Linked DNA regions of Danio rerio: region 1 is linked to region 2. Evidence: chromatin contacts called from public Micro-C data. All regions are on one chromosome and are shown on one strand. Each heading gives the region's core, a stretch centred on a gene start, on an enhancer-like site or on the middle of the called end of the contact. The rest is flanking DNA. Distances are from core to core; before and after follow the strand shown. Region 1 holds the start of LOC101883815 (P2R1A-PPP2R2A-interacting phosphatase regulator 1). Region 2 holds the start of vamp2 (vesicle-associated membrane protein 2).

Region 1 (5,556 bases), core at 1,284-3,783, 130 kb after region 2:
CACCTTCTTTGGCTCATAAATCTTTAGGTTAGCATCTTGCATTTCTGACTTTTTTGGTCAATTCGTAATAATAAATTTTTCAAAGCGCTGTAATACTTTCGAAAATTACAATCGCAAATATATAAATCCATGCCTAATATCCAAAGGCTGAAAGTAATGAATTTTTTTTATAAATTGTTAAAATTTTGGTATTTGTGATGCAGCAAGCCCAGAGACTGATGTGCACACTATGATTGTCTCACCCTGATACGACAAAAAATGGTCATAAACGAATATGTTCTGGCTTGGACCCAGAAACAGTATTCCATACATCACGATTTAACAATCGAGTTTACTCATAGCTAGGGTCAGAAGGAATCTGTTGTAAAAAGTTTTTTGTTTTTTCTGCGGAGAATTTTGGTAAAAATTTGCAGATTTCTGTGGAATTATTTTGGGAGTATCAAAACTAAAACCTTAATATGTAAAATAAAAAATAATATACTTTTCACTTTTATTTAATGTTTAAAATGCAAATCCAACTAGATTCACTTTATTTGGTTACACAAAGCAAGTCTCTCAAATAATATATCTACTAAAAGAAAAATATTACTGTACAAACTGCACAGTACATAAATCAGATGAACATTTTCACATTTGTCAAATTATTTAAAAACTGAATAAATATAGATTTACACAAATTTACTCAAGTAAATAAACAGAATTAATGATGGGCAAAAAATCTGCGGAATTCTGCGCGCGCGGATTCCGTGTGGGCCTTTACTTCTCACTATTCTAAACTCACTTTGAATTAGACATAGGACAATAACCGGATTCAAGGTTTACAGCGGTTTGGAAAAGTCAAGATTTTAGAGCCGCTAAAACTTTCTGTTCTACCATTCCTACGGTATATGTAAGCTTTTTATCATGTGTTATTTATTTTTTGTGTTTTTGTTTTTATGCGTTGTCCTTTATTTACTTTAGTTATTTAGTCTGACATGTTTACTAATTTAAAATATTTGAAATGTTTCCTAAAATATGTTGTTTCATGGGAAAAATTTTTTTTACCCAGACATTTAAAAATAAAATAAGGTTATCATACCATCAGAAACTTATACCGGGCCATGCCTACTTTTAATTATACAATTGCAATTCGGCGAAAATGAGGTCCCACTTATTATTACTCTGTAAAACCCAACAGTCAACTTTATCAAATGAGTGTAGTTAACTCAAAATTTACTAAAAGTAAAGTTCATTAAAGCTCATTAAATACCTCATTACTTTAACTTAAATGGAGTAAGTTCACAGTACTCATATACATTCATAGTACTTGTATAGATTAGTTTTTAACCCAAATGTTTTTTAGCAATCGGTTTCCTGAAACGGTTTGAGTTGCCTTAACACCAGGTTTTACAGTACACAGTTGGTTTGAGTTAATTTACTGGGTTTTACTGTGCTCAAATTGCTTCATTTACTAAAATTGATTAAGTTTACAGTACTCATTAGGATTCGTTTTTGAACTTAAATGTTTTTTTTTTTGTTATTGGTTTCCTCAAATAGTTTGAGTTACTTTAACTTTTTGGGTTTTACAGTGTACAATTATTTCACACAATATTAAATATTCGGCTCCAAAGCATGAGTGCAGTTCTCTCACCTGACGTTCGTGATCATAGGGGCGCTGTTCGACCTTCGGAGGGCTCCTGCGCCTGCGCACTGGTCCACCTCCATCCTCTCCATATCTCGTCCTCTGACACCGAGACTGCGCGTCACTCTCGGCCGGGCTCCACGCGCCCTGACGCGGCCTGAGCTCCAAATATCACCTGGCAAAAGCCCGACCAGCAGGCCTCACGCCAAAATACCCGATCCAATTTAACCGAGAGGACTGCTTTCTCGCGTCTATCGCATTTTGCTAAATCTTTAGGTAATATCCTGTCGGCTTGATACAGTTGTTTAAATGAACAGCTGTGAGATTCAGCGCTTCAGCCGCTTTATGGGTTCGCGCACAAACTTAGTATAAACTCCTCAGGTTGATTTCGTCAAGTAAACACCGTTATATATGTGCATTAGAGAGTTTTTTTCGTATTCAGAACACAAATGGTGAATATTCAGCACTGTTTCCAATGAACAGCCACTTACTCGACAAGGTCCTTTGGCTTTTTAACGTTAATCCAATCCAACTTATCCAAACGGAGCAAATAAAACACCAAAAATCCCAAACAGCGAATTAACAACGACCAAAGTGGTCAGAGAATACAGTGTCAGGGCTTTTCGGTCAAATGTCGCGGTAAAGGTGAAGCTTTCTGCCACGGCTTATTTTTTTCAAGTTTACCTGCTAGTTTGTAAAGCAGTCGGAAAAATGGCATAACACAATCCCGATCAAGTAGGTGATCGCCGGCTTCGTCGGTAAATGCATCCTCATCTGATAGTGTCTCCTGGTACAGTCTCAAACACGGGATACATTAAAAGTTTTCCGGTCATTTCTTAATTTAGAAAATAAAACATATTTCCCGCAACCAAACAGAGAATGTGCATCTACTTGTCCAACAGCGCCTCGCTCTGGCAGACCGGAGAAGTACACAAAGAGATAAAGCACTGTTCTCAAGAGAAGTGAATATGTGGCTGTTTACTGCATGCTCTTCTGCCAGCTATTGTGGTTTTATGGGAAGATAGCTAGAGTTTCATTCTCGGGTTAATTTAAGTGAAAGGAAAATAAATACAAATAGTGAAAGAAAAAAATCTAATATTTAAAATTAATTTTATTAGGATTGCAAAACAGTCATACTAAGCCAAAAACACCAATTTTTTCTAAACAGAATTCCTGTTTAGAAAATGTGTATAAGCTATACTAAGCTTATTAATATTAATAAGTTATATATACGCTTATATTTATAAATGGAAAGATAATACAATTAAATTCTTGCAAAATATTGCAAAAAAGAAAACCTACAAAATTTAAACAAAATTTAAAAAACATTTTTTGCTTCTCTTAATTTTTCCTCTAATTTAATATTTTCCTATAACATTTACATTTGGGTGTACTAGTTTTTGCACATTTATCGTTAGTTATTTTGTTAGATAAGCTCCAGGTTTGGCTTTAGAACTGACTAATCTAATTTATATGCTCAAATATAATATTAAAAATATGAATTTAAAAGATTATAATATGGTTTCATCCATTAGCCTTAGTTAGTTAGTTCATAATTCACACCAAAAAGCTGTTAATTTACTTATTCTCAGCCCAAGAAGATGTAGGTGACCTTTTTTTTTCTTCGGAAAAACATTAAAGAATATATTTAGCTTAAACTGTGGTCTTTGGTCATCTACAACATGCAAGGCATGAACTGCAGGCACATCGAGAGTTGAAAAAACATTCAAGCAAAATAACTTTAATACCTAATGTAAAATGACTGGTCTGCACAAGAAAACAAGCTTTATTTGCAACAGTGTTCTACTGAAGAAAAAGTCTTGGATGACATGAGGGTGAGTAACAAAACAAGAAAATTCATTCATTTTTGTGAACTTATATATTTATATATTATTAATTTGGGTTAAAGTATAAATGTTTTGTTGTGTATTGGTTATTCGTGTTTGTCATAATACACAATTTAATGTTAACAATGGTTTTAACGAATGTAGAGTCATCATCCTAATGAATTAACAAATAAAGTTTTATTTTATAATTTTTATATTTAGTGAATTCCGTCAAAGGGAATTAGATAATAATTATATCATATAACATAGTCCGAACATACAGGAGCACACTCCCAAAGCATTGTTTACAATCTGAAAGTGTGTGCTACTATCAAAACTGTATTTAAGGTAAACATAATTAACAAAGCAAAGTTATTTCTTGTTAATCTCATCATAACGTTCATACAACAAATATATATGCATATACGTCACATATTTAAGCTAATCACAACAATACTCTATAACTGCATGTGTATGCATTCCTATCACTGTATCACAAAGTGAACCAATTTGAAACAAAATAAATTAAAGTTATGACATTTATTCGGTCAACGTGAACATCATCCATAAACACAACTATCAGGGTTTTCTTATGAGTTGATGAATGCTTTGGAATGATCAATGGGCTCTATGCACAGCTAGTTTTAAAGTCAACAATAAACCTCCGGTGAAAGCTTATTGTGACTATTTTTAATTTCACAAGGTTGTTTTTACAGCATCAATGTTGTAGTGTAATTAAAATACATTCAGTTAAATAGACTTAAGCATTAATTTAGTTATTCAAGCATAAAACAAGATGAAAGACAGTTGTAACCACTAGCGCCGGCAGTAGCAACAGGCCATGAAATAAACGGTCATATATTAAAGACATGGCGGGTGGAATAGAATTTAATGTAGTGCTTCTTTTTTTTTTTTTAGATTTTTAGATTAGATTCAACTTTATTGTCATTACACATGTACAAGTACAATGCAACGAAATGCAGTAGATTCTTGTCCGATCTAAGACCCACTTCATATTGTACATCTAACAGGCATTGAAGATCGCTGATTTTTAAAGAAATCAGATCTTAAACGTGACAATTTTGTAATGGAAAGACAGTCCATGTGCGGATACCCCATTTAAGCATAAAAGCATAAACACAATGAGCATAAGCACACAGTGTCCATTTGAGATCTATACATTAAAAACAAAAAGGATCCTTGTTCAATTTTAAATTCGTGGCTCAGTGACAGTTTTGAATTTCTTGAATCGTTTTATTTGACACAGGATGGAAAATAACTTTTTTAAAATTAGTAACTGTTTTTATTGTATATTATTTTGGCCTTTTAACTGTACCTGACTTCTGGTTGAAGGGGCGTGATTAAGTATGTTAGCCATGCCCATTGTCTCAAAATCACCTGATAGTTTAACTGAAAACAAACAGGAAGTGCATTTTCAGATTTTAATTAAAGATTAGAAGGGTAAACTTTTTTCTTAATGACATGCAAAGAAGAATTATTCAGCACAAAACTAGCAATGTGAGCCAACAAAATCATATGGTTAGTTTTGATTTCATGACTTCTTAAGAAGTGCTATTTTTTACTTTAAAAATATTCACAAGAAACAAACAAACACACACAGATTTTTTTAAAGAGGTGGTGGATAAAACTGCTCATCACATACTACATTCTCAGAAATAAAGGTACAGGAGCTGTCACTACGGCGTACCTTTTTAAAAGGTACATACTTGTACCCAAATAGTCCACAGTGGTACCTAAAAGGTGCATACCACTATTGACCCTTGAGGTACAAATATGTACCTTTTGAAAAGTTACTGGCCCAGTGACAGCTCCTGTACCTTTATTTCTGAGAGTGTAGAATAAAACATACGCGAAATCGCTCAGTAGTATCAGCGTATAATAAATAACATGGACCATTTAAAGTATAGTCTGCATTCTATGTTATTCCCGAAGATTTGGAGTCACTGTCCTGACATTCATCTGCTTTATGTGAATTGCCTTGCTCTTGATCCTCAACCTCTTTCTGTTTTCCGAGAATCTTTAAAGGCCACAACAGGTGGGTGTTGTGACTGCCGCTGGCCCGTCTGCAGCAGGCTAAGCTATTGTCTC
Region 2 (5,793 bases), core at 3,038-5,537:
ATTTAATTTTGACAAAAGGGAACAACACGTTTGCTTCTTTTCTCTAGTCGTGTAGCACTGGTTTAAAAAACAGACTTTGCTTGCATAGAAAACCAAATTGTAACTTAAATATTAAAATTAGTTCACATTTCACCATCAAAATAATTGCCTTAATCTCAGAACATTCATGTAAAAATGATGGAAATGTTCATTGCTTACCAATGATTATAATGAGGACAATCACGCATATCACCCCCAGGATAATCATCATCTAAAGAAAATAGGTAAAATGGAAAGACAATTGGTTAATGAGGAACATTCAATTCAAAACTCAGAAACTATCATTCAAACAGGCACTCTATTTTGAGCTTCACTGTTTGCTTTATTTAGATTTGTTGTCATAAAATTTTCAGCCTTACTCTAGGCACTCAGTGTGTTGTTTACCTTGGCATTCTTCCACCAGTATTTATTCTTGAGCTTGGCGGCGCTGGTCTCGAACTGTGAGGCTCCAGCCTGCAGGGCATCAGCCCGATCATCCAGTTCTGATAGCTTCTGGTCCCTTTCCAGAACCTTGTCTACGTTTACACGCATAATATCCACGACCTGAGAAACAGTGAAGGTGACAATTGGTAAACTGTCACACGTCAGTTTTGAAGATGCACTTAACATTGAAGGAAGACACAGAGATGGGGTTCACTCACCTCATCCACCTGAGCCTGTGTCTGCTGTAAGCGACGATTGCTGGTGAGGTTTGGAGGAGCTTGGTTTCCTCCTTCTGGGGCAGGGGCTCCGGCTGGGGCAGACCTGCAAACCAACACACAGTCATTCAACATTACTACTGGTGGGATTTGTAACAGCAGAATTACATGAAAATCACTTTTATTTTTATTAATGATGCCCCCCCAAAAAATACATTTTGTTAAATGTACTGTACATTCATAAAAATAAAGGATTTTTATTGGCTCTGTGAAGGACCTTTTACATCTATGAAGATTGTCCATATAAAGTGTTCTTTTAACTATTTGATGCACAAAATAGGTCTGAAGTCACCCAGTTGAGTTTTCATGCTCCATCTTTGCAAGAAATTATTTTCATTACTCATTATTCCATTGTCAATACTTAATTTTTCCTTGCATACCTTTTGAATTATACATTACATGCAAAATGACCAAATATCAAAGAATTCTATTGGAGTTTTTTTTTACCTATATGTGGAAAATTGATAATAAAGTAAGAAATTCATAAAGAAAAAATATATGTGATTTGTGTGAACAAAAAATAAAATAAATACATATATTTGTGATTCAGATTCAGCAAAGAAGCGCTCAGCTATTATTGAAATAACAGAATGAATATTGGTTGTTTTGGACACATTTTGTGCATTAAGAAAGATTGCATATAGCTTGCACATTAAAGGGTTAAGAACACCAAAAGGTCCCATGGAGAAGTTAACATTACAGTTTGATTTAGATTTTTTAGGCAGTTATGAGTTTATAAGTTGTAATTCTTTATTAAATGTTCATTTTAGAATTCATTTACTCTTAGAAATAAAGCTACAAGAGTTGTCACTAAGGTGGTACCTTTTCAAAAGATACACATTTGTTTGTAAAGGGTCCACAATGGTACCTCAAAAGCTTACATTTGAACCTAAACATTTTACACATTTGTACTTTTAAAGCACTGATATGTACCCTCAAGGTATTAATAGGGACTCTTTGGGTACAAATGTGTAGCTTTTAAAAAGGAACCACCCAGCGACAGCTTTCGTACCTTTATTTCTGAGAGTGTACTTTATTTAATAGTTATAGAAGCAATCGAAAACTGCAACAAGCCCGAAAGTCACAACTGTGATAAAAGTAAGTTCAGAAAATTAGAATAGCAAGAAATCGACTTGCTATTATGAGTTTGCAATAATAATATCTGTCAATTCTGACCTGTACAAATTCAGAAACGTAAAAGATTTGTTTTTCCATCGAGAAAACAAGCTTACATATGATGAGTGTAAGTAAATGGGGATTTCTGAAAAGTCTTCTTGCTAATGCCAATCTCAGCCACCAGAGGAAGACAAAACTCTGTATAAAGGTCACCTCTGAAAGATCCCTGGATCTAATCCGTTTGCTTTCCTTACAGACAAGAAAATACTTTTTCTTATGAAATAACTTTCTCTTTTTCTACACATATAAAAGGAGTGAGTCAGTGAGGAGTCAAACTGACCACATATTTATTCTTGTTTAAAAGCCATATTTCTGCTTCTCATTTTGCTTCCGCTCCTTTACAGTAATCTATATTTAGACATAATTCTTGGCTCCTGTAACCTTTACTGACAAGAAAAGATTTAACAGTACTCTGTATGATGTGTATGAGTTTAATGGTTCACTTGGTCACAATTTTTTATTCATTTATATAATGTATCTGTCAATAGGTCTGTCTGTCTATCTATGAGCTCAAACACAATCTTTACAAACAGCCTGCAGTTTGATGATAAATTAGCAGTAGTCAGTGTGGATGTAGCCAAAATCTCTTGTACTTTCATTATGATCAGTGTGGCTGTGAAATATGCTAAATTTCCCATTTAAAACGAAATGTGTTACATGTCATCACTGAGATTGGTGAATTTCTGACATTTCTAATGTGCCTCAACGGCATGATTATGCAAAGCCATTTTTTTCTGATGCTCACTGACAATTTTTTATTATTCAAGTGAGAATGCACATTTAGTTTTACACTAATATGGGGTTAATAAATATCCTGTTTCTAGGCTCTTCATTACAGTCGACTGGTAAAGGCAGGGTCATATGAATGATGGGGACAACATCCCCACCCCCACACAAGGCCTTCATCAAGAGTGTGCGTGTGTCTCTGTCATTGTTGCGTCACGATCAACATACATTCTGTCAAATAGCTGGGCCAGCTGTTCAGACTTCACTAAACAATATGCACCTATTTGAACATTACATAGACAAACAGTATAACATATAAACAGCATATATCATGAAATCAAAATTCTATGCTAAAGGCCCAGTAATACCCAAATAAAAGATTACAGTAGGAAAAATGACATGGACATATTATTGAAAGTGTGTGCCATTTACAGCCTTGATTATTTAAATCAGTAAACGAGCGTGCCTGGAAAATACTAGTATACACGGCCATCTTCCAAGGAACACCTGCGCCCTTTGTGACAGCCATTTGGGCTTCATTCTAGTCTAAAATAAATGAGTATCAGGCTCTGGTTGTATTGAAACATGTTGAACGGTTTAAAGAAGAATATAATTAGAAAATAGGGTAAAGCATGTTTTGCCGAAATAAAGCAAGCATAGCCTACGGCCGTCCTCTCACCAACCCCCACGACTCGCGTGGATATCACGCCCCTAGTTTATCGTGTGTATAGTGATGTTTTATGAAGTAGCTTGCATTGGGTAGCCTATATTTTCATTATTTTCACCTTAATGTCATCTGTAGCTGACATAAAGATAGGTGAGAACGGGCCTTGGGCTATTTGTGATAAATTCCCTTGGGTTTTATAATTGACTTAGAAATGATCGTCAAGACGGCATTATTGGCAAGAAGGTATATTAATGCGCAAATAATAATGTCAATTCATAAATTATTTCCATTTTAAAAGCGCGCGACCATTTCCAGCCAAACCAGTCCAATCCGGTGTCTAGGCGTGATTCTAACACTCGCTTATTCCAAACGCCATAATAAACCGCAAAAACCTCGGTGTTACAAATAAACTACCTCCGAGACAACAATTAACTATATAGAGACAGATTTTATGTCAGTAGGGGCATGAAATAGAAAAACACAAGGCATTAGGAGCCTATTTATAGATTATACAACTCGTCTAGAATTCAGCGCGTCTAGTGAAAAACGCTAAGATGTACAATATTGCGAGTGTAAAATGAAATATAAACATTTTATAATATGTTATATGCGTATTTTGTGCCTATATATGTTTATATGTGTATATATTTATATGTTCTGTCACCAAACAATATTTATTGTGTTGATAATCGAGCAAATAAGTCTTGCTAAAATGTCATTCACAACTAGATATAGAAATTAAAAACCGTACTCACATTTTGAACCGGGTTTTATGTGCGTCTACAAGAAGCGTGTGGATGAACGCTCTGCTTCAGGCGTTTCTCCCCGTCTCCGGGATAAATAATGCGCTCTCCAGGTTATTCCAGTGAAGCGGTAGTCCTTGTGTTTTTTAAGATTTGTTTTTAATCTTTTCCGCCGGTGTGCCGCGCCTCTCGTTTATATTCCCTTAATATTAGGGCGCTCTACAGCTACTAGCTTCTGTCACTATGTACACATAAAAAATAGATGCTCGGATTAAGGGAACAAAGATGGCTCGTTGACGTCACTCGTCATCCGGGAAGCTGCAGGTTGGAAGCGGTGACCGTGAGAGACAGGAGATGGAGGATGCTTGCTTGTTGACAGTTTCTTTAGACGGGACAGAGCGTGTTTAGGCTATCCCGGAGGAACGCTTTCAGCTGTATATGTAAGAGGACGTGGGTTTATTTCCATGGGATGTATTCACACAACATGCATCGTGGTTAATTTACTTAGAATTCAAAGAACTGATGAGACAAACAAAATGGCGGTCTGGATGAGTGGGCTAGGCTGCGTATGCTTACTTGTACCTTAAATTGAAGATGGAAACAATGGATATGTGGTTATTAAAATATCTGGCGCGACATTAAACTACTATAATAACGTTATGTTTTAAAGCACATGCGGAACCCTGTGTCATACATTATAAGTTATAGGTTAGATTATTCACATTACCCTCTACAATTAATGTTCGCAAATAGAGCGATTCTACTGATTTCAGCTTCTATTACTACCTTCAGTGTGGTATGTATGACATTAGAAACCGCACAAAACAAGTTGAAAATGAAAAGAGATTGGCAGCGGTGGGATTCGAACCCACGCCCCCGAAGAGACTGGAGCCTTAATCCAGCGCCTTAGACCGCTCGGCCACGCTACCCTTGACAGAGGAGTTTGTATCATGGATTAAAATTGATCAAAGCCACCCGAAAACTTTTGATGTACGAGTCAATCGATTACTATATATATATAATTAAACAGAGAAACATACTGACACCGATTACAATTTAATATAAAATTAAATCAAACAGGCACATCTAATCGCGTTCGAATTCCAAGCTTCAACCAATAGATGGCGCTAAGTCCATGTGGTATTTGTCATAATTTTCAACATTCTGTCAACAAGAAAAAACTTATAAAACAAATGAATGCAACGTGTAATAACACTATAACACTAATATATATATATATATATATCTGTACACGTCACCTAATATATAAGCTCGGTGTAACATTTTACAAATAACGTTAGTGTAAAACATCAAGTATTATCGAAATTACATACTCAATATAAATATCAGTTTTTACAAAAAAATGTTGATAAAATTATTTATTAAAAGATTTATAATATATATTTACTTTTTAAGAATTTACAGAACTTTGATTGAAAATGTTCAGTATATATATATATATACTGAACATTTTCTAAAAAATTGTGTGTATGTATATATATATATATATATATATATATATATATATATATATAATAAAAACATTTTAGTCGGCAATTCAGCTGTGTCGGGTGCAGTTTCCCGTCTGTGTGCAACTAATGGCGGACACCCAGAGCTCCTCCTCCACAGTCATGTGCTGTGCTTTTTAAAGTTAAATTACAGATAACTTCAGAGTTATGTAACTTATATTGAATGAAAATTATAAAAGTTTTGTGCGTACACACAGATTTAAGAGTTACTAGAA

Evidence for each region. Hi-C and Micro-C count contacts between places; a contact is called where the count stands out from the background.
Region 1: a contact with region 2 is called in a Micro-C map of caudal fin, with 4 times the contacts expected there. The contact joins the promoter of LOC101883815 here to the promoter of vamp2 in region 2. A contact is called at or near these places in 2 of 18 Hi-C or Micro-C datasets (caudal fin and hematopoietic stem cells) and 2 of 4 datasets of contacts at active chromatin or transcription factors (caudal fin and gastrula embryo).

Annotation. Positions count from the first base shown.
Region 1 is chr10:27,872,737-27,878,292 of GRCz12tu, forward strand. LOC101883815 (P2R1A-PPP2R2A-interacting phosphatase regulator 1) reads right to left here and starts at 2,534. Exons shown (of 9, transcript XM_009305276.4): 1 at 1,631-2,534. The coding sequence starts at 1,713. It overlaps LOC103911744 (a long non-coding RNA gene), which reads left to right and starts at 1,740. Exons shown (of 3, transcript XR_662774.4): 1 at 1,740-3,456. LOC100538037 (P2Y purinoceptor 3) reads right to left here. Exons shown (of 1, transcript XM_009305279.5): 1 at 5,384-5,556. The coding sequence ends at 5,384.
Region 2 is chr10:27,738,271-27,744,063 of GRCz12tu, forward strand. vamp2 (vesicle-associated membrane protein 2) reads right to left here and starts at 4,288. Exons shown (of 5, transcript NM_200005.1): 1 at 4,062-4,288; 2 at 681-783; 3 at 424-582; 4 at 199-250. The coding sequence starts at 4,063. It overlaps trnal-aag (transfer RNA leucine (anticodon AAG)), which reads right to left and starts at 4,978; the gene lies at 4,897-4,978.